2 separate regions of the Rattus norvegicus genome follow, and region 2 is linked to region 1. Evidence: chromatin contacts called from public Hi-C data. All regions are on one chromosome and are shown on one strand. Each heading gives the region's core, a stretch centred on a gene start, on an enhancer-like site or on the middle of the called end of the contact. The rest is flanking DNA. Distances are from core to core; before and after follow the strand shown.

Evidence for each region. Hi-C and Micro-C count contacts between places; a contact is called where the count stands out from the background.
Region 2: a Hi-C map of kidney shows a contact between it and region 1, with 2.6 times the contacts expected there. The contact joins the enhancer-like site here to the promoter of Iqgap3 in region 1. A contact is called at or near these places in 5 of 12 Hi-C or Micro-C datasets (the A7r5 cell line, the Rat2 cell line, Schwann cells and 2 more) and 1 of 1 datasets of contacts at active chromatin or transcription factors (oligodendrocytes).

What each region holds. Positions count from the first base shown.
Region 1 is chr2:175,837,325-175,843,036 of GRCr8, forward strand. Iqgap3 (IQ motif containing GTPase activating protein 3) reads left to right here and starts at 2,677. Exons shown (of 38, transcript NM_001191709.1): 1 at 2,677-2,713; 2 at 4,440-4,527. The coding sequence starts at 2,677.
Region 2 is chr2:175,935,850-175,941,578 of GRCr8, forward strand. No RefSeq gene overlaps it. Among named protein-coding and RNA genes, the nearest start is that of Mef2d, 34 kb to the left of the region's middle. Within about 2 kb of position 3,377, at least 91 of the 93 cell types and tissues checked have an H3K27ac peak or open chromatin away from gene starts, as enhancers often do. A contact at or near this core is called in the A7r5 cell line, Schwann cells and kidney, where this site is marked.

The sequences.
Region 1 (5,712 bases), core at 1,427-3,926:
CCCACCACAGTTGTTATCATTGTCATTAGCGAAGCCTGTATCATCTCCCCTCTGTGCCACTGTGAGGCTTCCCAATTAGTCTGCATCCAGTCTTCCTCTCTCCACTTCCCTGCTGTCATATTTTCTAAACTGTAAGGCCGCTCTGACCTGCTTCTAAAGGGCTTGTGGTTGCTTGTTAGACCCAGTACCTTAGCAAAGTGCCTAAGATGTGTAGTAGAATGTGTCCTCCCTAGCTGACCTGTTTTTCACATCACTAAGGCAACTTTAATTTCCCTAATATTTTTTTTTCTTTTCTTTTTTTCGGAGCTGGGGACCGAACCCAGGGCCTACCACTGAGCTAAATCCCCAACCCCCTTCCCTAATATTCTTACACAAGCTGTGTCCACTGTGTGGAACGCCCCTCCCCTTTGTCTGGGAAATTCTTCAATCTTCAGCTTCAATTGTCAGGATCCAAAGACACAGCTTGGGCTGGGGATTTAGCTCAGTGGTAGAGCGCTTACCTAGGAAGCGCAAGGCCCTGGGTTCGGTCCCCAGCTCCGAAAAAAAGAACCAAAAAAAAACAAAAACAAAAACAAAAAAAAAACCAAAAAACCAAAGACACAGCTTTATGTTGCCACCTGTAGTAGCCCGAGAGTTTTGGTTTTTTTTTCCAGAAACTTCTACTAAGTGAAACCAGGATTCTGAATTTGCTGCAGAAAAGAATTTCAGGACATGTCAGAATGAAGAATTGGCATTTATTAATAAGAGTTTTGAATATAGATTTAAGCACGTGTATTAGTAGAGAAAAAGAGAACACACACCCAAGCTGGGTGTGAGCTTCTGCATGAGTCATGCTTTCTGTACCTTTGTAGTAACCGTGTATCAGGTTTTCATGGCGTCTGAAGTTATGTCTGAGAAGACTGCCAAGCAACCTTAGTGGGATCCTATAGTGGCTGTCACAGGACAAGATCGTGGTAAGAAGGGGAGGCCATAGGCAGACAGGAAGGTTGCACAAGACGGTAGTTATGTTTTTTACTGTAAACAAAGATTTTTTTTATTGTGCAATTCCCAGGATTGCATATGAGGGTCTGCCCAGAGCACGGCTCTGCGGGAGCACGGCTCTGCGGGAGCCTGTAGCAGTGAGCAGGTAATGTGTGTGTGTCTGCTCTCTTGCTCTGTAATGCCCTCGAAGAGCAATGTTCTTAATTCCCAGTTCTGGGGCTCCAGGATCAGAAGAATGTCGATGACTTAGATGGCTCCTTAAAATTTAGCAGTTACCATACTTGCCAAAGGCTACCACGTGATGGGAACCCTAAGGAACTTGGGGAACCCTAAGTCTTTCATTCCACATTGCTGGTTCATATGGCCAAATCAGAAGGCACACGTGTGCTGCATGGTGCACTGTAATCTTAACATGATTTTCTTTTCTTTTTTCCTTTTGGCAGTTTCATATGTGTATATAAAGTATGGTCATGTTTATTCCTCATATTGCGCGTCATTCTTTTTTTTTTTCTTTTTTTCAGAGCTGGAATATTGCATCATTCTTATTTGAAATATTTCAGTATAAAAAGAATATTGTCTCTATAGGTAATCTTCACATCATCGACTTTGTTAGTTGTGTAGGAAGTCTGTTGTTTGCTTGTTTTTTGAGACAGGGTTCCTCTGTGTAGCCCTGGTTGTCCTAGAACTTGCTCTGTAGACCAGGACCGGCCTCAAACTCACAGAGATCTGCCTGCCTCTGCCTCCCCTAGTATTAAAAGAATGTGCCACCACCCCAGGTGAAGTCTTTTTTTTTTTTTTTTTTTTTTTGGTTCTTTTTTTCCGAACCCAGGGCCTTGCGCTTCCTAGGTAAGCGCTCTACCAGAAGTCTTTTTTTAATGACTTATTTAGTTTCTCTTATTTTATGTGCATTGGTGTTTTGCCTGCATGCATGTCTGTGTGACGTTGTCAAATGCCCTGAAGCTGGAGTTGAGGCAGTTGTAAGCTGTCATATGAATGCGGGGAACTGAACCAGGATTCTCTGGAAGAGCAGCCAGTGGTCTGAACCACTGACCCATCTCTCTAGCCCCAGTAGGAAGTCTTAACCCTTAGCTGGCGATTTCAGTCAGACTGCATGGTGTGTGTGTGTGTGTGTGTGTGTGTGTGTGTGTGTGTGTGTGTGTGTGTGTGTGTTGGGAGGGGGGAGGCTCCATTTCCTTCCCATACCCTTTTAATTAATCTGTTTTTCTCTCCTGCCTCAAGATTTGCTGAAATCTCTACTAGGAAGGTCTCTACCCTCCGCTGCAGTGGATCTTTCCCTCCGTGCGGCACAGACTTCCAAGCTTTTTGACTACGTCTATCTCTTGTTGCTATAACAGCACTGATCTAGAACATGTATAACCCTGCATTTGTCATCCAGTTCAGAGTATAACACCAAATAGCACACAGGGAGTCCTGGGAATTCTATAGGAAGTGGGACAGGCTAGTGAAAGGAAGGGCAGCGGCAGGGACTATTTGTTAAAAAGCCAGCTGGGCAGCGGGGGCCTTAGAGAAAGAGCAAATCAAGACACTGCCCTAAGCTATGGCCCCCAGCTCTAAGAGGAACTACAAAACCCAGGATTCCCTGAGGCACGAACGGGAAGCGTCCCATCCCAGCGTGACCGTAGTGAGGGGCGGTGTCCCAGAGGCGGGAGATTCAAAACTGGCAGGAGAAGGAACATGGAGTCTTGCACGGCAGGCCAGGCTCGGACAGCCTGTGAGTGCGGGAAGGATCTGAGGGTGGTGCGGGGTGCTGCTGGTGGGGCTTGGTCTTCGCGGGAGTTGCTGCCCGGAGCACAGTTCGCTGGGGGAGTTCGCCGAAGTGTGCGCAGGGTAACCGAGCGGCAGAACCATCAAAGGGCGCTCCCCCTTATTCCCAGGTTCTGAGGCTCTAGGGTCAGGGGAATGTAGATGATCTAGATGACCCCTTAAAATTCATTAATTACTATACTTACTAAAAGTGCCACGGGACGGGATTCCTCATTGAAACATTGCCTCCCAAATTACTTGATGCCTGATCACCTGGCTGTTTAAAATGCAGAACCTGGAGGTCCGGTTTGGCGGTGCACTCCGGTAATTCCAACAGTTGCAAAGTGGAGGCTGAAGGTCAAAAGTTCATGGTCATTCTTAGCTACATAGTACATAAAGAACAGCCTGGGCTACCCCACTGCTTTCTTAGAGAGAAACTCAGGTTCATGGGAAGGGCTGAAAGGATTCCACCCTATCATCTGAATGAAAAAGAAAACCTGCTTTCTTTTTACTCCTTCTCCACTAGGACACAAAGAGCAAAAATCTGTCCATCCACCTCATGAAGGAACGAGAGTTCCAGGAAAATCATTTTGTGGTGGTTGTTTTGTTTGTTTGTTTGTTTTTTGAGACCCTTTGGTATGTGGACTTGTGTGCGCAGGAGGCATACTCCAGGCCGCTGTCCTTGTTTGCTCGAGGCCCCTCCCATTCCATCTTGCTGAGTCCCCAACTCATAACTCGGAGGTGATGTCACTCACTTACTGGTTTATTTTCCATGCTTCAACAACCAACTCTTGTTCCTTGTAAACTCCCTCAGACCAACCCATGGATTTTCTGCCGTTGGCCAGCACTTTCAAATCTGTATTTGGTTGTGTGTGTCTGTTGAACTGCCAATTCAAATAAGCCCAGCCCTTCCTGAAGTCATACGGCAGGATATCGAAGATGAGGAAATAGGATAAGGAGTAAAAATGACTGGAGTGCCCAGTCAAAGACAAATCGACCATGCTCTCCTGCATATTTGTTTGTTGCTCCTGCAAAAAGTTGTCCCGCACCCTGTGTTTATTTTTATATTGTGTTCCCCGTGAAAAACAGATGGAGAGGTAAAAAGACCATGGCTAAGGCAAAACAGGAATGCTCACCAGCCCAGGGCCTGGCAGAAAGGTATCGCATGAATGATTGACTGTGCTAATGGTTGATCATGTCAGCTGTGCTCCCAAGGGACCACACGTGATAACACAACTTTGAGAAGTTAGCATCTAGTGAAGGCTGCGATGTGAAGCTACACTCCTAGCGGAGGAAAGCTGTGAAAGGTCTGGCTGGGGCCACTGAAGGAGGTTCATGAGGTAGACTTGAGAAAGAGGAGAAAGATGGGAAGATGACTCCATAGGAAAGAAGGAAATGTCTCTGGCACAGAAGGATGCTCCCTGACAGTGGGAAGAACTGGGGCACAGAGAGTGTTTCTGTGCTCTGAAGGGGCTGCTGAGGGAATTTGTTCAGAAGCAGCTTCAGAGCTGAGGTCTTCTTTTATTTTTTAAGATTCATTTTTCTTTACGTGCATGTGTCTGTGAATATACACCTTGTGTGTATGGGTGCCCACAGAAGCCAGAAGAGGGCGTTGGTAGTTTCGAGCTGCCCAGTGTGGGCGCTGGGATTCCTATCTAATGCACACTCCTTGCCTATCTCCCCTCACGATTTAGATGATCGTCTCACAGCTGAGGAGATGGATGAGCAGAGGCGACAGAATGTCGCCTACCAGTACCTGTGCCGGCTGGAGGAAGCCAAGCGGTAAGCAGGGTCCACTTTCCCTATCTCTCCTATTCCAGTCACCTGTCCCCAGAGCAAATGCAGACAGGGGCTGTGCTGCAGGAAACGGCAAGTTAAAATGGTTAAGTCGAGCTAGGCATGGTGATAAAAAGTTCAAGGTCAGCTGAGAAGGAGGTAGCTCAGTAAAGTGCCTGGCATACAAGTGAAGACCCGAGTTCAGACCCACGGCACACAGAAGAAGCCAGCTGCAGCAGCATGTACCTGGAATCCCAGTCCTGGGGAGGCAGAGGTGGGCAGAACTATGGAATTTATTGGCTGGCCAGCTTAGCCAATTAGGGAACTTTAGGTTCAATGAGAGACTCTGCCTCAAAACCTAGGATGGCAAGCGATCAAGGAAGATACCTCACATCGGCCTCTGGCCTCTGCATGCACGTGCACACACATGCAAAAGGGTTCCCATAAGAACAGGCACCCCACCCCCACCACTCCCACACACAGAGTTCAAAGAAGTCAGCCTCAACTACATAGCAAGTCTAAGACCAGCCTGGACTTCACGTAAACCCTATCTTGAAAAGGCTGGCAGTGGTAGCACCCATTTCTAATTCCAGCACTCAGGAGGTAGAGTCAGGTGGATCTCTGAGTTCGAAGCCAGCCTGGTCTACAGAGTCCCTGACAGCCAGGGCTACACAGAGAAACCCTGTCTGGGGGTTGACGGGGGGTGGGGATAGGGGGTGGGGGAACAAACATAGTCTTGACTAGTTTCAGGTTCAATAGAAGACACCTTATTTTCCTTAGACAAGGCCTTTCACTGAACCTGGAACTAGGCTGCTGGGGTTACAAGTGTAGCTGTGCCTGGGCTTTTATATGGGTGCAGGGGCTTTGAGCTCAGGCCCTCATGCCTATGTGGCAAGCACTCTGACCTCTTGAGTGCTTGCCACTTCCCCACTCTCTTTTTCTTTCCTTAAGAATTTTTTTTTAATTTAACTTAATGCATTTGAGTGTTTTGCCTGCATGTTTGTCTGAGGACCACGTGCATGTCTGGTACCCTTGAAGGCCAGAAGAGGGTGTCAGATCCACTGGAACTAGAGTTACAGATGTTGTGAGCTGCCATATGGGTGCCGGAATCAGACTCAGGACCTCTTAACTCTGAGCCATCTCTCCATTCCCCTTGCGAGAAGCAAGGTCTGCTTGACTCTCCTTGGAAAC
Region 2 (5,729 bases), core at 2,127-4,626, 99 kb after region 1:
GGACATCTGGATTACAGAGTGAACTGCAGGGCAGGCTGGCTTACATAAGATCTACTTCAGAAAACTGAGATAGAAGAACATTTGCTAGCAAAACTGACAGCAATGCATTCTCTCTCTCTCTCTCTCTCTCTCTCTCTCTCTCTCTCACACACACACACACACACACACACACACACACACACACACACACACACACTCACACACATCAGGAGTCTATCACAGGGTTTCTTTTCCTTCCTTCCTTCCTTCCTCCCTCCCTCCCTCCCTCCCTCCCTCCCTCCCTTCCTTCCTAAGGCTGTTTGACACAGGTTCTCTCTGCCCTCCTGGAACTCACTGTATCAGACTGGCTTTGAATTTACAGATTCAAAGCAGAGGCAGTTCTGCTTGCCTCTACTAGGATCAAAAGCGTGCACCACCACAACCGGCTCATGTGGCTTCTTAAACTTTGCTTCCCACAAACCTCTCTTCTGCTGAATTCATGTTCTCTATATCCTGAACGTGAAATATACAAATCAAACATCTGCTGGAAATGACAAGTTCCTATTTGTGTATGTATGTGGGTGCAGCCGGGTATGAGGGCCAGAGCTAGGGTGGCCTCTGTCGCTCTCCACTGAATCTGGAGTTCGTCCTTTTAGTCATACTAGCTGACCACAAGTCCCAATCCCTCTGTCTGTGTCTCCCCAGTGTGGGATTACAGGCACTGACAACCATACCCAGTTTTACCAGTTTTGCTGTAGGGGACCTGAAAGCATACTTATGCTATCTCTATATACCCCCAAATTTATTTTAAATAAAATTCTGTAATATGCATAAACTATCTGATCTATATTTATAATCTTAAATTATTGAAGATTAAAGCATCCAGCCCAGCTAAGACTACATGAGACCATGTCTCAAAAAGAAACTTAAGCAAATTTTCATACTAATGAGATAAATTTATTTTTACATAAAGGCTGGGTATGTGGTGCATGCCTTTAATCCCAGCACTTGGGAAGCAGAGGCAGGTAAAGCTCTCTTGAGTTCTAGGCCACCTTGATCTACAGAGTTTCAGGACAGCCAAGGCTCAACAGTAAAACCCTGTCTTAAAAATCTAAAACATCGGGCTGGAGAGATGGCTCAGCCGTTAAAGGCTAGGCTCACAACCAAAAATCTAAAACATAATCAGTCAACCTTGGCTGATTATTTGACAGTTCTCCATGTAGAACTTCTTCAATATTTTTCAGAACTATAATTTGATTTAATACTTGTCAATACTGAGTATGCTGCTTCCCATATAGTACAAAATGGCAGGTGTGGCCTGGTTGGTTTTGTCAACTTGACACAACCTAGAATCACTTGGAAAGAGACCTCAGTTGACGAACTGCTTCCAGGGGCTGCAGAGATGGCTTGGGGAGGGACAGGGATATAGCTCAGAGACCTTGCCCAGCAAGCAGAAGTACCAGGCTCAAAACTCCACTCAGCACCTAAGACTTCAGAGGTGGTGCCACACACGTGGAATCCTAGGAGATGGGGGCTCAGAAGCTCAAGGTCATTCGCTGCTATAAAGTGAGTTCAGAGTAACAAGGAATACATGCACTTCTGTTCAAAACAAAATAAATAAAGTGAAACCAACCGAACATTCTAACACCGTCCCAAGGATCTGAAAGAATGCTGACTGGAAACTGGCTAGGGAATGACAGTATCTGGCATGGTGCCTACACAAGACAAATGAGAGACAATGCATGTTTTTGTTGTGCTTTTTACGTGATTTTACTTTCTTGTGTGTTGGGGGGGGGGGGGGCGGCGGATGAATGGAGGCCAGAACAGGGCATATCAAGTTTATTGGAACTAATGTTACAGGAAATTGTGAGATGTTTACTTGGGTGCTGGAAACAATTCAGGTCAGCAAACATTTTTTTTGTTGTTGTTTATTTTTTGTTCATTGATGTTTTGCTTACCTGCACATCTATGTAAGGACAGTTGGGAGCTGCCTTGTGGGTGCTGAGAATTGAACCCAGGTCCTCTGGAGAAGCAGTCAATGCTCTTAATCACTGAGCCCCCAGGACACATTCTTTTTTTTTTTTTTTCTTTTTTCTTTTTTTCGGAGCTGGGGACCGAACTCAGGGCCTTGCGCTTACTAGGCAAGCGCTCTACCACTGAGCTAAATCCCCAACCCCCCAGGACACATTCTTTTTTTTTTTTTTGGTTCTTTTTTTCGGAGCTGGGGACCGAACCCAGGGCCTTGCGCTTCCTAGGTAAGCGCTCTACCACTGAGCTAAATCCCCAGCCCCCCCCAGGACACATTCTTAATCCAGCATCCCTTCTGGTTTTCTCAGGACACACATGTGTACACACATGCAATTTTTTTTTTAATAAAAAATACTTCCAAGTTCTTTTTGCAGCTTCTTTCCTTTTTAGCTAAAGGACAAACTCCTTGAGTACTGCCATATAAAATAGAACTAGGGTGTGGGTCTCTTGGACTCAGCTATCAAGGTCGGTGGTTCTTAGGCGCTATTAGTGTTGTCTAATTGCTAATACCAAGAGGCCAGTGGTACTGTGTTCTGACTCATCCTTAAGTTCCATGGGCTAACTTTTCCAGCCTTGTTTGTGATTGTGTGGGAACTTGTTCAAGGAACAGCAGATGTGTACGGAACCCAGGCGATCCCACCTCAGGCTCTGGACTTCAATGTCTGCAGCATAAAATCACTCACTACCTGGACGAAGAGGAAATCCATTCTCGTCGTATTTCACGGTCTTGGGTCTCAAAAGTAAGAGGTAGAGCCCCATAGCATAGTTTACAGTCCCCCTTCCCCGCCCCCACCGTGTTCTTTCCACACAGCCTAGCGCAGCTCCTTGGTAGGTTTGCAGCAGGTCAGTTCCGGCCTCTTGGGTGAGTCAGATTTACCCCTTAGCCCTGTATGAGCTCAGCTCCACCTCTCGGTCTCTGTCCAGTCTCGGGATGCGTCTCCACCCTCACAGGATAGCGTCCCAGGACTGCTCCTATTTAGGATATGAGCTGCCACGTGCCCAAAGCATGCTGGGTGCCCCTGGGGAGGGGAAGATTCTCAGAAGGCAGGGCCACGAGCCCGCCACGCACCGCCCCCGCGTAGCCCGCGGCTTGTTCCGGAGACCGATGAATTGCTTCCGGGTTTCAAAACCTCCATTCTAAGGGGGCGGGTATAGAAGGTAGGCCGTAGAGTGGCCTAACATCCATTTCCGCCCGTTCTGCCCCCGGAGGTGTCGTTGAGCGATTGACTGCTTCTCTCGGGCTTCACGAGTGGCAGAACATGGTCCCGAGCCTCTGACAACGTTCCACCGCAAGTGGAACAAAGGCCTTTAAGCCACGCCCGGCGCCGCCTGCGTTCGGTGGGAAGTAGGTAACAAGGCTCATTCCATTGGCCCTTCCAGTGAGTGATGGAAGCATCGGCCAACTGCTGCCTGCACAAGACGCGTGCGTCCTCAATAGGTTTAGCACTAGGAAAACTACAAGTAAAACAACTGCTTTCAGCATTCTCTCTGGGGCTTCCAGAAGCTGCGCATGCGTAAAACACCATTGTCAACTTCCTGCACAAATTGAGAGAATTAGCACCTTCGGCCCTGTTGGCAAATTTACTGAGATTGACAGCACTGCGTAAGATCTGTCATTGCCTGGGCGTTCCAGAAGGAATCCGGCAGGCGAATGCAACGATTTGTCACTGTCAAAACTGTTAACTACAAAGCTCACGCCGAAAAACTTGCGTGATTGAATTATAAAAAAGGAGAAAAAAAAAAAAGTCGCGGGGCTGGAGATGTAACTCTTGATAGGCTCCCCTTAGCATGTACAGAATCCGGGGTTCGACCTTGTGTGTGCGTATAGTGGCGCACGCCTGTAATTCTGGCACTTGGGAGGTGGAGTTTGAAGAATTAGAAATTCAAAGCCAGATGACTTAGTGAGTTCAGGCTATCCCGAAATATATGAGACTCTTGTCTTAAAAAAAAAAAAAAAAAAAAAAAGCCGTAAACGATTTTGTTTTGGGAAGTACTCACAGATGCCCTCTGCTCTAATGGCCACAGGTTGGACAGGCCTGTCTGTATTTTCCTGTCTTCTGGCGGTAAGCTTATTTATAGCTTGAGAGCTGTTGGCCTGAATCTGTGCAGACACCTTGCTATAGTAGTAAGAATATTTATTTAGAGAGTGTTCCACAGCTTGTCTTATAATCTTTCTCTCAAGAGGTCCTCACATAACCCCTCGATTGGGATGGAGTTGTAGCTTAGTTGAGAGGTAGAGCAATTGCCATTCTCAGAGTACAATGGCCATCAAATCCCATAGACAGGTCACAAGTTGAGGAATAGAATGTTGGAGTCCCAAAAAAGACTGTCAAGGTGGAGCAGCCAAGAGGCCCCATCTCCCCACCCAGGGGTCCTATATTGTTAGGAACTACCACCTTGGTCACAAAGACCTTGTGTCAAAATGGGATTTATTTTATTTATATAAGCACACTATAGCTGTCTTTAGACACAGCAGAAGAAGGACTTAGACCCCATTACAGATGGCTGTGAGCTACTGTGTGGTTGCTGGAATTGAACTCAGAACCTCTGGAAGAGCAGTCAGTGTTTTTAACCACAGGGCCATCTCTCCAGCCCAGGGTGGTTACTCTTAAAGGAAGAGCATAGGCACAGTTAAAGTCAGAGCACTGGAAAGATAACTTTGTGCCTGGGATCTAAGAAGCATGTGAATGAACTGAAGACAGAATGAACAGGTCGTACTGTGGCGGGGTGGAGGGGTGGGGGTAGGGGTCAAGCCCAGTGAGCAGGGAAACCCCAGCATCCTGCAAACATCTGAAATTAGCTCTTAAAGTTTCGAATATAACAAAGTAATAGAACATTGGCTGGGAGGAAGAATGATAAAGATGGGATGTGTTGACAGTTACCTGGAGAGAGCTGGAGGATGGGGTACAAAAGATTGTGATTTCAAGGCTGGCCTGGACTGCAAAGTGAGTCCAAGGCCAGTCTACTGGTTTGCTTTTCTAAACTTGTGGTAATACATTCTAACCAAAAGCAGCTTGGGAAGGAATAGTTTTATTTCAGCTTGCAAGTTAACATCCATCACCAGAAGAAGCCAGCCAGGAACCTGGATGAAGGAACGGAAGTGAAAACCGTGGAGACACACTGCTCACTGGCTTGATCCCTGCCTCATTTTCAGCTATTGTTTTTATGCTATTTTAGAGATTTGCTTAGGAACTGGAGAGATGGAGACAAGAGCACTTGTTCTTTTGGAAGTTCTGGGTTCAGTTCCCAGCACCCACATGGTAACTCACAATCAACCATAACTCTAGTTTCAGGAGATCTGACAGTTTTTTGACCTTCATGGACAGCAGACCCGGAAGTAATGCACAGACATATGATGCAGGCAGAACACACAAACACACAGAATAGATAAATCTGAAAAATAAGAAGTGTATTAAGTGTATGTGTGCCATACACTTGCAGGTGTGAAGTGGAGGCCAGAAGACTGCATGGGTGCCCTGGAACTGGAGTTGTAGGCAGTTGTGAGCCGTCTGATGTGCATGCTAGGTTCTCTCCCAGGGATCTCTAAAACAGCAGTGAGTTAACTACTGAGTCATCTCTCCAGCCCTAGGTACTTTTTTCCTATCTTTCTTTTATTTAACTTGCTTAGTTGATGTGTCTGCTTATTGTGGTGCTGGGAATAGAACTCACAGCCTTATCCATGCTAGACAAGCATTCTGCTGTTTAGCTACATCCCCAGCCCC